Linked DNA regions of Pan troglodytes: region 2 is linked to region 1. Evidence: chromatin contacts called from public Hi-C data. All regions are on one chromosome and are shown on one strand. The core of a region is the stretch at or near the end of the contact, and the rest is flanking DNA. Distances in the headings are between cores, read along the strand shown.

Region 1 (5,897 bases), core at 567-3,066:
GTAGGGGGAAGCGGTCGGGGGAACGCTGGACCTGGGCTCCAAGTGTAGGTCTGGGCCCCAAATGCCCCATTTCCCCCTTCCTGGGGGCGGGCAAGGGACAGGGAGGTTGTCGGGACCACGGATGGGTAGCCACGGTGGAGCGCCGGCGACGCGCGGAGGAGCTCAGCCCGAGTGGGGCTCGTCTGCACTGGCGCCGTCGGCCTGGCCGGACGAGTCCCCGGCGGTGGCGGAGGTGGCGTCAGGGCCCCCGCCCTCGATGGAGCTCTCGCTGCCCGTGCTGTCGCCCGACAGCAGGCGCGTCACCCGCAAGTCGGCCTGCAGGGTGCGCACGTCGTTGCCGAAGCTGAGCTCGCCCAGGTCGCTAATAAGTTGCGACAGCTCAGCCTTCATGTCGGAGGCGCTGCCCAGCAGCAGAGGCGGAGGCCCGGCCCCCGGGCCCAGGGAGCCCCCGCCGCCTCCTAGCGCCTCCCCACGGCCATTCTCCAGAGTATCCAACAAGTCCCCGCACTCAAAGTGCATGGCGACCACTAGCGCACGCTGCGCCTCGGCGGCCTCCTCCTCTGCTGGATCTCCCTCTGCCGCACGGTTCTCCTCCTCCTCCGGGCAGCCCTCGGGTTGCTCCTCTTCCTCTTCCTCCTGCAGCTCCTGCTCCTGCTGTTCGCCGAGCAGGTCCTCGGTGATGGAGCCGAGCTTGGGCGCGCTGCGGCTGCGCTCCACCGGCGGTTTATAGCAGCAGGGTCCGTGTAGGAGCAGCTTGCGCAGCGGCACTAGCGGGATGGTGTGTGCGCCCACCAGCTCCTGCTGCTGGTGACGCGCGTCGTCCCGCCGCTTGAGGCGTTTAAATTCCGCCAGCGCGTTGGCCGACGTCTGGTAGAGCAGCAGGGCCATGGCCTGCGCCTTTTCGGGCTTGGACACCAGCACGGCGTGGCAGCGCAGCATCACGGCCTTGTGCTTCAGCTCGTGCCGGTACACCCAGGCGAAGACCTTGGGCAGCCGCGCGTCGGCCACGCAGTAGGTGACGCGGTGCAGCAGGTAGAGGTGGCCCGGGCGGCGCAGCGCGCGCTCCTCGGCGTGCACCATGCGGATACCCTGCGCACTCACCGTCAGCTTCATCTTGGTGCCCTGACGGCCCGCCTCGCTCTTGCTCCAGATCTTGCCCACAGCAAGGTCGGTGCAGCCGTCGCCGCGCGCCTGGATGGTGGTGGCATTGCCCAGGTAGAGCACGGTGTAAGTTGGGTCCTCGCTAGTGATGTGCAGCTTCTTGCGCTTGGAGCGGAACATGCTGCCCACCCGGCTAAGCGCGCCTTCGGGGCACGCCCGCGCCAGCGAGCTCAGCGCCGAGTAGTGCAGGCTCACAGCGTAGCCCTTGGGCTTGGACGCCTGCCGCGGCGGCGCCTCGGCCAGCAGCTCGAACTTGTGCTTCTTCCACGGCAGCATCTCCGGAGGGCGCCCCGGCGCAGCTGGGCGGCGGCGGCGGCGGAGCGCCGGGTGCGAGGCCCGCTGAGCCACCGGCCCCTGCCGGGCTCGGCCCGGGCAAGATCGAAAAATAAAACTACTGGCAGCGGCCCAGTGGTAGGGAGTTGGGGGGAGGGGAGCAGAGAGAGTGCTTAGGAACCCCGCAGGGGGTGGGGGTAAATTTTCTAAAAAAGAAAATATTCAGCTTCGAGTGTGCAAAAAAGGTTGGTGCGGGGGAGACACGCGCGCACACAGAATTACCCCAGCCTGGGCAAGGGCGAGAGCAAAGAGTCTCAGGCAAGCAACAAAATGCAAGGGAGAGAGAACGAGCGTGGAGTGGAAAATGTCAGGAAAAAAGCTAGAAGCGCGCGTGCAAATAAATAAAGAGAGCCCCAGCAACAGCACCCGGGATGGTGCGAGAATATGCAGGAACTCCTCGGCGAACGTGAGGTGGGTCCCCTAACACACACAACCCTCAGGACTGGGGCCAAAACCCGCGGAAACTCCACAGCGAGTGTGCCCAGGGGCCGGTGCTCCCCACCTCCGAGGGGTGCTGGAGACGGAAAGCCCCTCGGCTGGGCTGGTCTCAAGAGTCAGCAGCTCGCCCAAAGTGCGGTCGGATGCTGGGTCCGGCTGGCCGCGGCGGGCCCCGCGCAGCAGTCCCGCGGGGACTCACTGCATCTTCGCTCCGCCGGACGCCGGGGACTCGCGCTCGGCCCGCTCAGTGTCCGGGCTGGCCTGGCCGAGACAGCGCTGGGCTCCGAGGACAGGGGACGGGCATGGCCGGGTCCGGGAACCGCCGCTACCTCATTTCTTCCCTCCGAGGCGGTGTCCAGCTCCGCTCCCGGGCTCTCCACGGTCTGCTGCCCGCCTTTGCAGCGCGCCCTCTCCGGTGCTGCGAGCGGCGTCCGGCTCGCCTGCCTCACATCCTTGCCGTCCGGGAAGAAGATCTCGGGTAAATATAGGCCGGCGCGAACCATTCGCCGCGCGGGGACAGGGGAGAAGCAGAGAAGAGGATCTGTTTTGGGCTCCGACTCCGGGCGGATTCCTGGTTTCTTAAAGGGACCGCGTGACAGCCATTGGTCGAGGGAGCGGGGAGACCGGTCCAATCCGCCAATTACATCCCAAATTTACCAGCATCTCTTTTGTCTATGGAAATCACTGGGACCTGGGGTTACCCCGCAGCAAAAAGACTTGAATCCTGACACTCCACCCCCCAGGCTGAATTGCCACTCACTGAATACATGTATGTCTAGATCGAAACTTCTGAGGTAGGTGGCAGAAGATGAGATTACAGATTATAATTTCCTGTACAAAAAGTTTGGGAAAATAGTGGTTTCTTCCTTGTGTGACGGCTTTCTGAGAATGACTGGGTGCTGTTTAATATTATTTTCAGAATTGTATTCCATTAAAGAAAAGAGAGATGCACAGAAAACACCAAGGCTTATCTCTCACTATCTTGAGCTCGTATTCACAGGTAAGCAGCAGACAGTGTAAAGTGAGGTGAGTGGTAACATGATTGGGGTGACTACTGTAGAATACCGTCAATGAATAAGGCGCTTCCCCGTCCGAACCCCAGCAAGACCCCCTCCTGCTGTCAGGCCTCAGGGTAGAGCAGTTTTCTGAGATACACACAATTTCTAATGCTCGTGTGTAGTTAGGACTTAGTTTACTTTGGCAAGCCGGTCATGCGGTTTCATTCTATCATTGACATATTTTGGATGAGAATTCCTAGTAAAAATTCAAATGACGTTTTTTATTTAAGTGACAAATAATGCCAGGCCACCCTCCAATGGGAGTGATAATTGCATCAGTATTGCTTTTATCATGTGCCAACTGGACAGTGTAGTTGTCTTCTGACCGGCTTGACCCTTAGCCAGTAACTCATTTCTGGGCCCTTGAAACAGCCTGCTTGCCTCTATGGTATGGTCAGTCAAAGCAAAAAGACGTATGGCTGGAGTGGGATCAATGTCCGAATGATCCTGCATCAAACTCCCAGCCTGGTCCTGGAGGAGGACAGTGATCCCTTCCCACCATCCCAGTCCCCTGGGGATCTTTGATGTCTCTGGCTTCCACGCCAGGTCTTCATGCCAGACTCACTGCAACCATGCCTGGAAATTCCCTTGGGATATTCCAACAAAATAAAACTGACCCCTGCCCACCCTCTACCTTTGCCAACTTTTAACCTTCCTTTGAAATCTAACTCAATTTTCTCAGAGTCGTTGATGCTGAGTTTCCATTTAAGTTACTTTTCTGACTACCTTTTGGTGCCAGGCCCTGAGCTAGGAGCAGACGGGATTCCTGCCTCCTAGTCCAATGAAGGTTGTAAACTCTACCCAACTCTGGGTTTCCACTGGACTGTGGGTTCTCTGCAACTACCCTGTATCCCCAATATGGTACAAATAGGCACTCAGTAACTAGAATTAATGAGCAAGATATGCATGTGGACGAGAAGACAGAGTGGGCTAAATGCTGTGAGAAAGACTCAAAGCACTATGAGAAGCTGGAGGAAGAAAGCATTCACTGTGACTAGGAAAATCAGAAAAGGCTTCATGGAGGTGGTGACCTTTGAAAGATGAACAGAATTTATCCAAATAGGAAAAGACTGAAGGGCTTTATGGGTATAGAGGGTAGCAAAATTACAGAAGCATGAAAATGCATGCATAAGGCCAGGCGCGGTGGCTCACGCCTGTAATCCCAGCATTTTGGGAGGCTGAGGCGGGTGGATCACTTGAGGTCAGGAGTTCAAGACCAGCCTGGCCAACATGGCAAACCTCTATCTCTACTAAAAATACAAAAATTAGCCGGGCATGGTGGTGCACGCCTGTAATTCCAGCTACTTGGGAAGTTGAGGCAGGAGAATCCCTTGAACCCGGGAGGCGGAGGTTGCAGTAAGCCGAGATCGCGCCACTGCAGTCCAGCCTGGATGACACAGTGAGACCGTCTCAAAGAAAAAAAAAAAAAGATAGAAAGAAAGAAAATGCATACACATGTAGTAATTAAGATGGAGCTTGTAACAATCAAAGAAGAAAGCTTCCTGATTGTGTTTTTTGGCTCTCTTACACTCCAAGGGAAGGAACGGCCTCTTCATGGCTAACTGGCCTCACAGGGTCCTTCAACCAGAGCTATAATGCCTTACTCCTCAGCTGCACTGATGGGTTAATGGAGGGATACCAGACATGCTGCTGGAATGAGGTAGTTAGTACTATAATAAGCCATTTAAGCCAACATTAATTCCTTAAATTTCTGGGCTGTCTTGTAGTGGCAATGAAGGAGACAGCACACGCTCTAAAGAACAAAAACTCTGGTAAAAACACATCAAATGAGGCTGTGTTCAGTGACCTTTAGTAGGTCCATAATCTTGAACTCCACAAAAGCAGACATCATGTTTAAGCAGTGATCATTTCCAAATTGCTCAAAGTTCCAAGGCTCAAGAGGGTTTGGGGAAGAGGAAGAGGGAGTAGTAGCAGGAGCTAAGGCTGGTCTCAGCCTCAGCGAGAGGCACCACTTTGCACTTCATGCAGTGGCATGGACCCCAGTGGCCCACAGAGGCAGGGAGGAGTCTACTGGTGGGCCGGGCTGTTCAGCAGCAGCCGGAGTGCCAGTCCCAGCGGCACAGGCCCACAGAGCTGCTCCTGTTGACGAGGCTATGTCACACCTTGACCGCCTTCCTAATAAGCTTGTTTTCAACCTTGGGAGAACAGAAAGGTTCTAGGCCAGTGTGAACACCCTGGTGTGAGTCATGCCCTGGAGGAGAACCCGCGGTCCCCTTGTGGCCTGGACCTGCGCCAGCCTCTAGGGCCCGCCTCACCTTATGGAGAAGCTGGCCACCCCACCTGAAGCACACATCACAATTAAGGCTGCGTTTCTTCAGCTGGGAGAGCTGGCAGCACCATGTAGGAGTCCACATCACAGATCTGAGACACGGCAACTCCAGAACAGACCGTCAGCAAAGTGGAGCTGGGAAACAGGTTAGAAACTGCAGTGTACTTTTTTAATGACACTGCCCCATCTACTGGTAGCAGGCAGACATGCTGCTCGGTGGATGGTTTCTCGTCAAACCGGATAAGCTAGTGGTTGAAACTACACACAACCGGGTCGCAGTTGGAAGGAAATGCTGCCATCAGGAGTCCCAGCCCTAAACTTGACATCCAGGAGTAAGCCTTCCATCTCACAGAGGATTTGGACCAGCTTCCTCCCACCTTACGTCTTACATAATGCTCCTACCTCTCGCCCCTCCTCCAACATCCCACTCAGTGGACATTGACTTCAGAGATGACACATGACGAATCTGGAATCTTCAATGTCATCTAGTAAATACTTGTGGAGAGTCTCCCATGAATGTCACATAGTTGCTGGGGATATAGCACTAAAGAGGACAGATAGAGAGGTCTTTGCCTGCATGGGATTTATAGCCTCTGGTGGAGGCAGGAGGGCAGACA
Region 2 (5,369 bases), core at 2,590-5,089, 430 kb before region 1:
AATGCTGAGCATGAATTTTGGGGGTAGCGGGACTGGGTGATTAACAGTCCTGGCTCTGCCTCTTTCGAGTTTCACTTTCCTGAGAATTCACTGCTTTATCAATATATTGGAAATAATAATACCTTTGGGGTTTTCGTGAGAACTAAAGAAAATACAGGTAAAGCTCTGAAGTAGTGCTTACCTCACAAGATAATAGCTGCCTTAATTATTATTTCTAGCCACTGCGTGGGACGTGACGTTACCAGTAGGGTGTTGTAAGGACATCCTTGGATTTACTTTCTAGCTTCATGGAGGGGGAGAGTGAAATTGAGTTACAGTCACATGCTGCGTAACATTTTGGTCAATATATGATGGTGGTCCCGTCCGATTATAATACCATATTATTACTGTACCTTTTCTATGTTTGGATATGTTTAGATAGATACCATTGTGTTACAGGCACCTACAGTATTCAGTATAGTAACATGCCATGCAGGTTTGTAGCCTAGGAGCAGCAGACTGTACCATACAGCCCAGGTGTGTGGTGGGCAATACCATCTAGGTTTGTGGAAGTCACTCTGTGTGTTCACACAAAGACGAAATCACCTAACAATGCATTTCTCAGAGCAAACTCTGTTGTTAAGCGATGCATGACTGTATATGTGTGTTGTTTTTTATTTACGATTTGTAAAGTTTTCCAGATTTTTTACTCCGTATGTGTATTTTACAGACAGGAAATCAATTTTCTAAAAAACTAGGAAGATGCTACTAAGTCTCAAATAAAACAAGAGTTAGCAGTTTGATAAGAGTCAAAGGCTCTTGAGAAAGTTCCCAGTTACGCCGCTGGTTCATAGGATTTCTGCATGTTTTTATCAGTATGGTGGTTTGCGTTTCTAATTAATGTTTATGCCTAGCTGGTTGTAACATGCAGTTATGTTTAGTAAAGAAAAACAAGAATGGATGGAAGAATATATGAACATTGCAGGCCAGGCCCAGAACTGGGACTTGCAGCTCAGGTGACCCAGGGTTGCCTCTGCAGGTCACCTAGGTCTCTCTGTAAGATGAAAGGCCAGACACCCCTGTGGGGAGTGGTGGGAGATGCATACAGCTAGAGGGAGGTTTCCAGCCACTTCTCATCTGACACGGTTCAACTGCATGAGAGCCGAATGGCATCAGAGTTGTGTTGGCCAGATAAAATGGGTTGTGTTGTGTGTAGGGACCCTCCTCAGCACTGGCCAGCAGCTGACTGGAAGAACGGCCCCACTGTGCGCAGGCCTGGGCGGTGATGCCTCCACGTGGGAGTCTCCATTTTCCTCATTTAAGAAACGAGGTGGTGTCTCTACCAAGATGGCCTCATGAGGCCATGAGGATTCTGAACACTGAGGGGCTGGATCCCCGCTGGAAGCGCAGGGAGGACGGGGTCACAGTGCGGAGAATACTGACTGTTCTTGCTAGGTTTGCCCCCCTGGCACTTGCGGCTCTCCTCCCCCCTCCTCCTCCCCCCTCCTCCTCCCCCCTCCTCCTCCCCCCTCCTCCGCCCCCTCCTCCCCCCCTCCTCCCCCCTCCTCCCCCCCCTCCTCCCCCCCTCCTCCCCCCCTCCTCCCCCCCCTCCCCCCCTCCTCCCCCCCTCCTCCTCCCCCTCCTCCCCCTCCTCCCCCTCCTCCCCCCTCCTCCCCCCTCCTCCTCCCCCTCCTCCCCCCCTCCCCCTCCTCCTCCCCCTCCTCCCCCTCCTCCCCCCCTCCTCCCCCTCCTCCCCCCCTCCTCCTCCCCCTCCTCCCCCCCTCCTCCTCCCCCTCCTCCCCCCCTCCTCCCCCCTCCTCCTCCCCCTCCTCCCCCCTCCTCCCCCCTCCTCCTCCCCCTCCTCCTCCTCCCCCCCTCCTCCCCCTCCCCCCTCCTCCCCCTCCTCCCCCTCCTCCCCCTCCTCCCCCTCCTCCTCCCCCTCCTCCTCCCCCTCCTCCTCCCCCTCCTGCTCCTCCCCCCCTCCCCCTCCTCCCCCTCCTCCCCCTCCCCCTCCTCCCCCTCCTCCCCCTCCCCCTCCTCCCCCTCCTCCCCCTCCTCCCCCTCCTCCTCCCCCTTCTCCCCCTCCTCCTCCCCCTCCTCCTCCCCCTCCTCCCCCCCTCCTCCTCCCCCTCCTCCCCCTCCTCCCCCCCTCCTCCTCCCCCTCCTCCCCCCTCCTCCCCCCTCCTCCCCCCTCCTCCTCCCCCTCCTCCTCCTCCTCCTCCCCCCCTCCTCCCCCTCCCCCCTCCTCCCCCCTCCTCCCCCTCCTCCCCCTCCTCCTCCCCCTCCTCCCCCTCCTGCTCCTCCCCCCTCCCCCTCCTCCCCCTCCTCCCCCTCCCCCTCCTCCCCCTCCTCCCCCTCCTCCCCCTCCCCCTCCTCCCCCTCCCCCTCCTCCCCCTCCCCCTCCTCCCCCTCCCCCTCCTCCCCCTCCTCCCCCTCCTCCTCCCCCTCCTCCCCCTCCTCCTCCCCCTCCTCCTCCCCCTCCTCCTCCCCCTCCTCCCCTCCTCCTCCTCCTCCCCCTCCTCCTCCCCCTCCTGCTCCTCCTCCTCCCCCTCCTCCCCTCCTCCTCCTCCTCCCCCTCCTCCCCCTCCTCCTCCCCCTCCTGCTCCTCCTCCTCCCCCTCCTCCCCTCCTCCTCCTCCCCCTCCTCCTCCTCCCCCTCCTGCCCCTCCTCCTCCTCCCCCTCCTGCCCCTCCTCCTCCTCCCCCTCCTGCCCCTCCTCCTCCTCCCCCTCCTGCCCCTCCTCCTCCCCCTCCTCCTCTCTCCCCTCCTCCTCTCCCCTTTTTCCTCCTCCTCCTCCCCTTCCTCCTCCTTCCCCTTCCTCCTTCCTCCTTCCTCCTCCTTTTTCCTCCTCCTCCTTCTTCCTTTTTTTTTTTTTTTTTGAGACGGAGTTTCGCTCTTGTTGCCCAGGCTGGAGTGCAGTGGCATGATCTTGGCTTACTGCAAGCTCCACCTCCTGGGTTCAAGCGATTCTCCTCCCTCAGCCTCCTGAGTAGCTGGGATTACAGGCGCCCGCCACCATGCCCGGCTAATTTTTGTATTTTTAGTAGAGGCGAGGTTTCGCCATCTTGGTCAGGCTGGTCTCGAACTCCCGACCTCAGGTGATCCACCCGCCTCGGCCTCCAAAAGTGCTGGGATTCCAGGCGTGAGCCACCGCACCCGGCCACGTCTCTTCTTTTTGAAGGGCGTCTGGACTCAGCTTTTCGTCTTGCTGAAGTGAAGCTGTAAATGTGAAGCTGTAAATGAAAGTCGTTCTGGGCAAAACAAAACGAGAGCTCTCCATTCCACCAGGCAAAGGGCAGGTGCCTGTGTGTGTCTGGGATTTATTTTTATTTTCTAATCCCGTTGCCAACAGAAAAAGATTCTGTGGAGCCTCTGATTGTACTACCATCCGGGAGCCGTTTATCTGTCGTCTGTGGGATGCTTGGCCCGATGTCCAGGGCTCCAAGTGTCTACTCTCCTCCCCCGTCACCCCCACCTCTAGGGGGTGTTTTGGAGAATTTGGCCTTGGCCTGGGAGGGTAAGTGCCCAGGGTTCCTTTCTGTCTCAGGGTCTTAGGACGGAAGCCAGACAGCTTGATGGTCCTGAGGCAGGCAGAGGTGGCAGCTGAAGACAGTGGTGAAAGAAGTGTGGAAGAGGACTTGGCTCCTGACGACCTGATGGGTGGCCAGCCCCCCACCCCAGCTTCTTTGCTGGGGGCGCCCCAGGCCCCTCCCGCTCTGCGGCCCTCCCTGCCGCGGCGTGCCTGCAGTTCCGCGCCTCGCCAGCAGGGGTCTCGCCTGTGTCGCGGCCGGATCTGCACGCGGGTCTGAGAACTCAGGGCCCTCCCACCGCAGCCCAGAATCACCGAGCCCTGGAAGGTTCCAGCGAGCCCGGCGTAGACACCGCCTTGAGGCCCGGGAGAAGGCAAGGGGCAAGTCCAGTGAGACAGGGTGTGTGCGGGGCCGTGCTGGGGCCAGAACCTTTCAGGGGGTTGGGGGTGAGGGTTAGGTGGGAGTGCGGAGCAAGAGCATCTCTCCATCAAAAACACAACAAGAGCATCTCTCCATCAAAAACGACACAGCGCAGCAAGAGCGCCTCTCCGTCGAGAACACTAGTGAATGACAGAATGGCAGTGTATTGGGCTTCCACAAAGAGGTTTTATTGTTTTTTTCAGAGTGATCATAGAAAGTAACTTTATCGATTGGTAACTTTATTATTCATAACAAATTGGGCACTTTAGCATAAAGAGACCACGTTTAATTTAAAGTATTCTTTTTCCATAAGAAGCAATACCTATGGTGTTCAAGTCAATAGTTAAATGCTACGCGTCGGTGAAATGCTGCCGAAATTAATCAGAAGTAAATAATACAGGAAAGGGGAAGGCTTTAGGCTTACTAAGAAGTGATGATATGAGAGTAAGGGAAGGTGGGGAATAAGAAGTATGCCATGGAATGCTGGTGACAGCTGGAAACGTCACCAGGAAAGGAGAGAGGGAAGCGCAGGGAGGCCGGGAATAATACCATGGTTTCCTCACAGTTTCACCGACAGTGGGAAAATGACCCGGGGGGCTCTGCCACGGTGTAGATCTGGCTCAGGGATCCCTTGGCCCCCGCTGATAGTTGAAACAGGTCTCCAAATCACTGCTCGGTGGCCCCGTGAGTGGACGCGGAGGCGCAGACTTGGCTGCAGCATTCAGGGATGGACTCTGTTGTTAAACGACAATTTCCTGTTATGTCATTTTCTCCACCATCTGACACACTTTCAACACTCACATACCTTTGAACAGAAGTTTAAATAAAAGTCTGTTGACTTTGCACTTGAGTCCTGCTGTGGACTTCACGTGGCCCTTTGCCTTTGGGCGTAAGTCAGACGAGATGATGATACGGTGTGTAGATATGTCTGTTTCTCTTAAACTTTGGTGAATATCCTGGGGACAGCTGTACTCTCCAGTCACAGGATCAAAGCTTACTGCATCTTCCCGAAGAGTCAGTTTTACTCAAAGATTTAGTAGAGGGAAAATTCATCTGTTAAAACATATGCTTATATATTATAGAGTTTTAATTTTTCATAAACCATTTAGATAAGACACACTTTCACACACTTGGTTGTGTCCCAGGTCCCCTTGACATTCACCTCTTTCCTATCCATGGGGTCAGCATATTTTGTGGTTTTATCATTCGATCATTCTTGTGATAGTATTTGACCGTTATGAACTGGAGGTGTGAAACACTAGTGAGCAGTTGGTTATATGGATGAAATACAAACCAGCCAGTGGTTTCCAAATGTGGCGCAGCCACACTGCTATCCCCAGGGCACCTCAAAAGACAGGCTCTCAGGCCTTGTCCCAGGCATCCCAATACTCTTGGTCTCCAAAGCTGCGTTTTGACCATGTACCCAAAGTGATTCTGGCTT

Evidence for each region. Hi-C and Micro-C count contacts between places; a contact is called where the count stands out from the background.
Region 2: a contact with region 1 is called in a Hi-C map of stem cell-derived neural progenitor cells, with 2.9 times the contacts expected there. The contact joins the enhancer-like site here to the promoter of LOC134809509 in region 1. A contact is called at or near these places in 4 of 7 Hi-C or Micro-C datasets (blood, induced pluripotent stem cells, a lymphoblastoid cell line and 1 more), 1 of 1 datasets of contacts at active chromatin or transcription factors (stem cell-derived excitatory neurons) and 1 of 1 other capture datasets (stem cell-derived neural stem cells).

What each region holds. Positions count from the first base shown.
Region 1 is chr2:197,865,081-197,870,977 of NHGRI_mPanTro3-v2.0_pri, reverse strand. LOC134809509 reads left to right here and starts at 1,816. Exons shown (of 3, transcript XM_063806429.1): 1 at 1,816-2,410; 2 at 2,852-2,932. The coding sequence starts at 1,879. FAM43A (family with sequence similarity 43 member A) reads right to left here and starts at 1,754. Exons shown (of 1, transcript XM_516959.8): 1 at 1-1,754. The coding sequence starts at 1,437. The coding sequence ends at 163.
Region 2 is chr2:198,294,616-198,299,984 of NHGRI_mPanTro3-v2.0_pri, reverse strand. All of the region lies in intron 3 of XXYLT1 (xyloside xylosyltransferase 1), which reads left to right. Among named protein-coding and RNA genes, the nearest start is that of XXYLT1, 160 kb to the left of the region's middle. Within about 2 kb of position 3,839, at least 7 of the 24 cell types and tissues checked have an H3K27ac peak or open chromatin away from gene starts, as enhancers often do. A contact at or near this core is called in stem cell-derived neural progenitor cells, where this site is marked.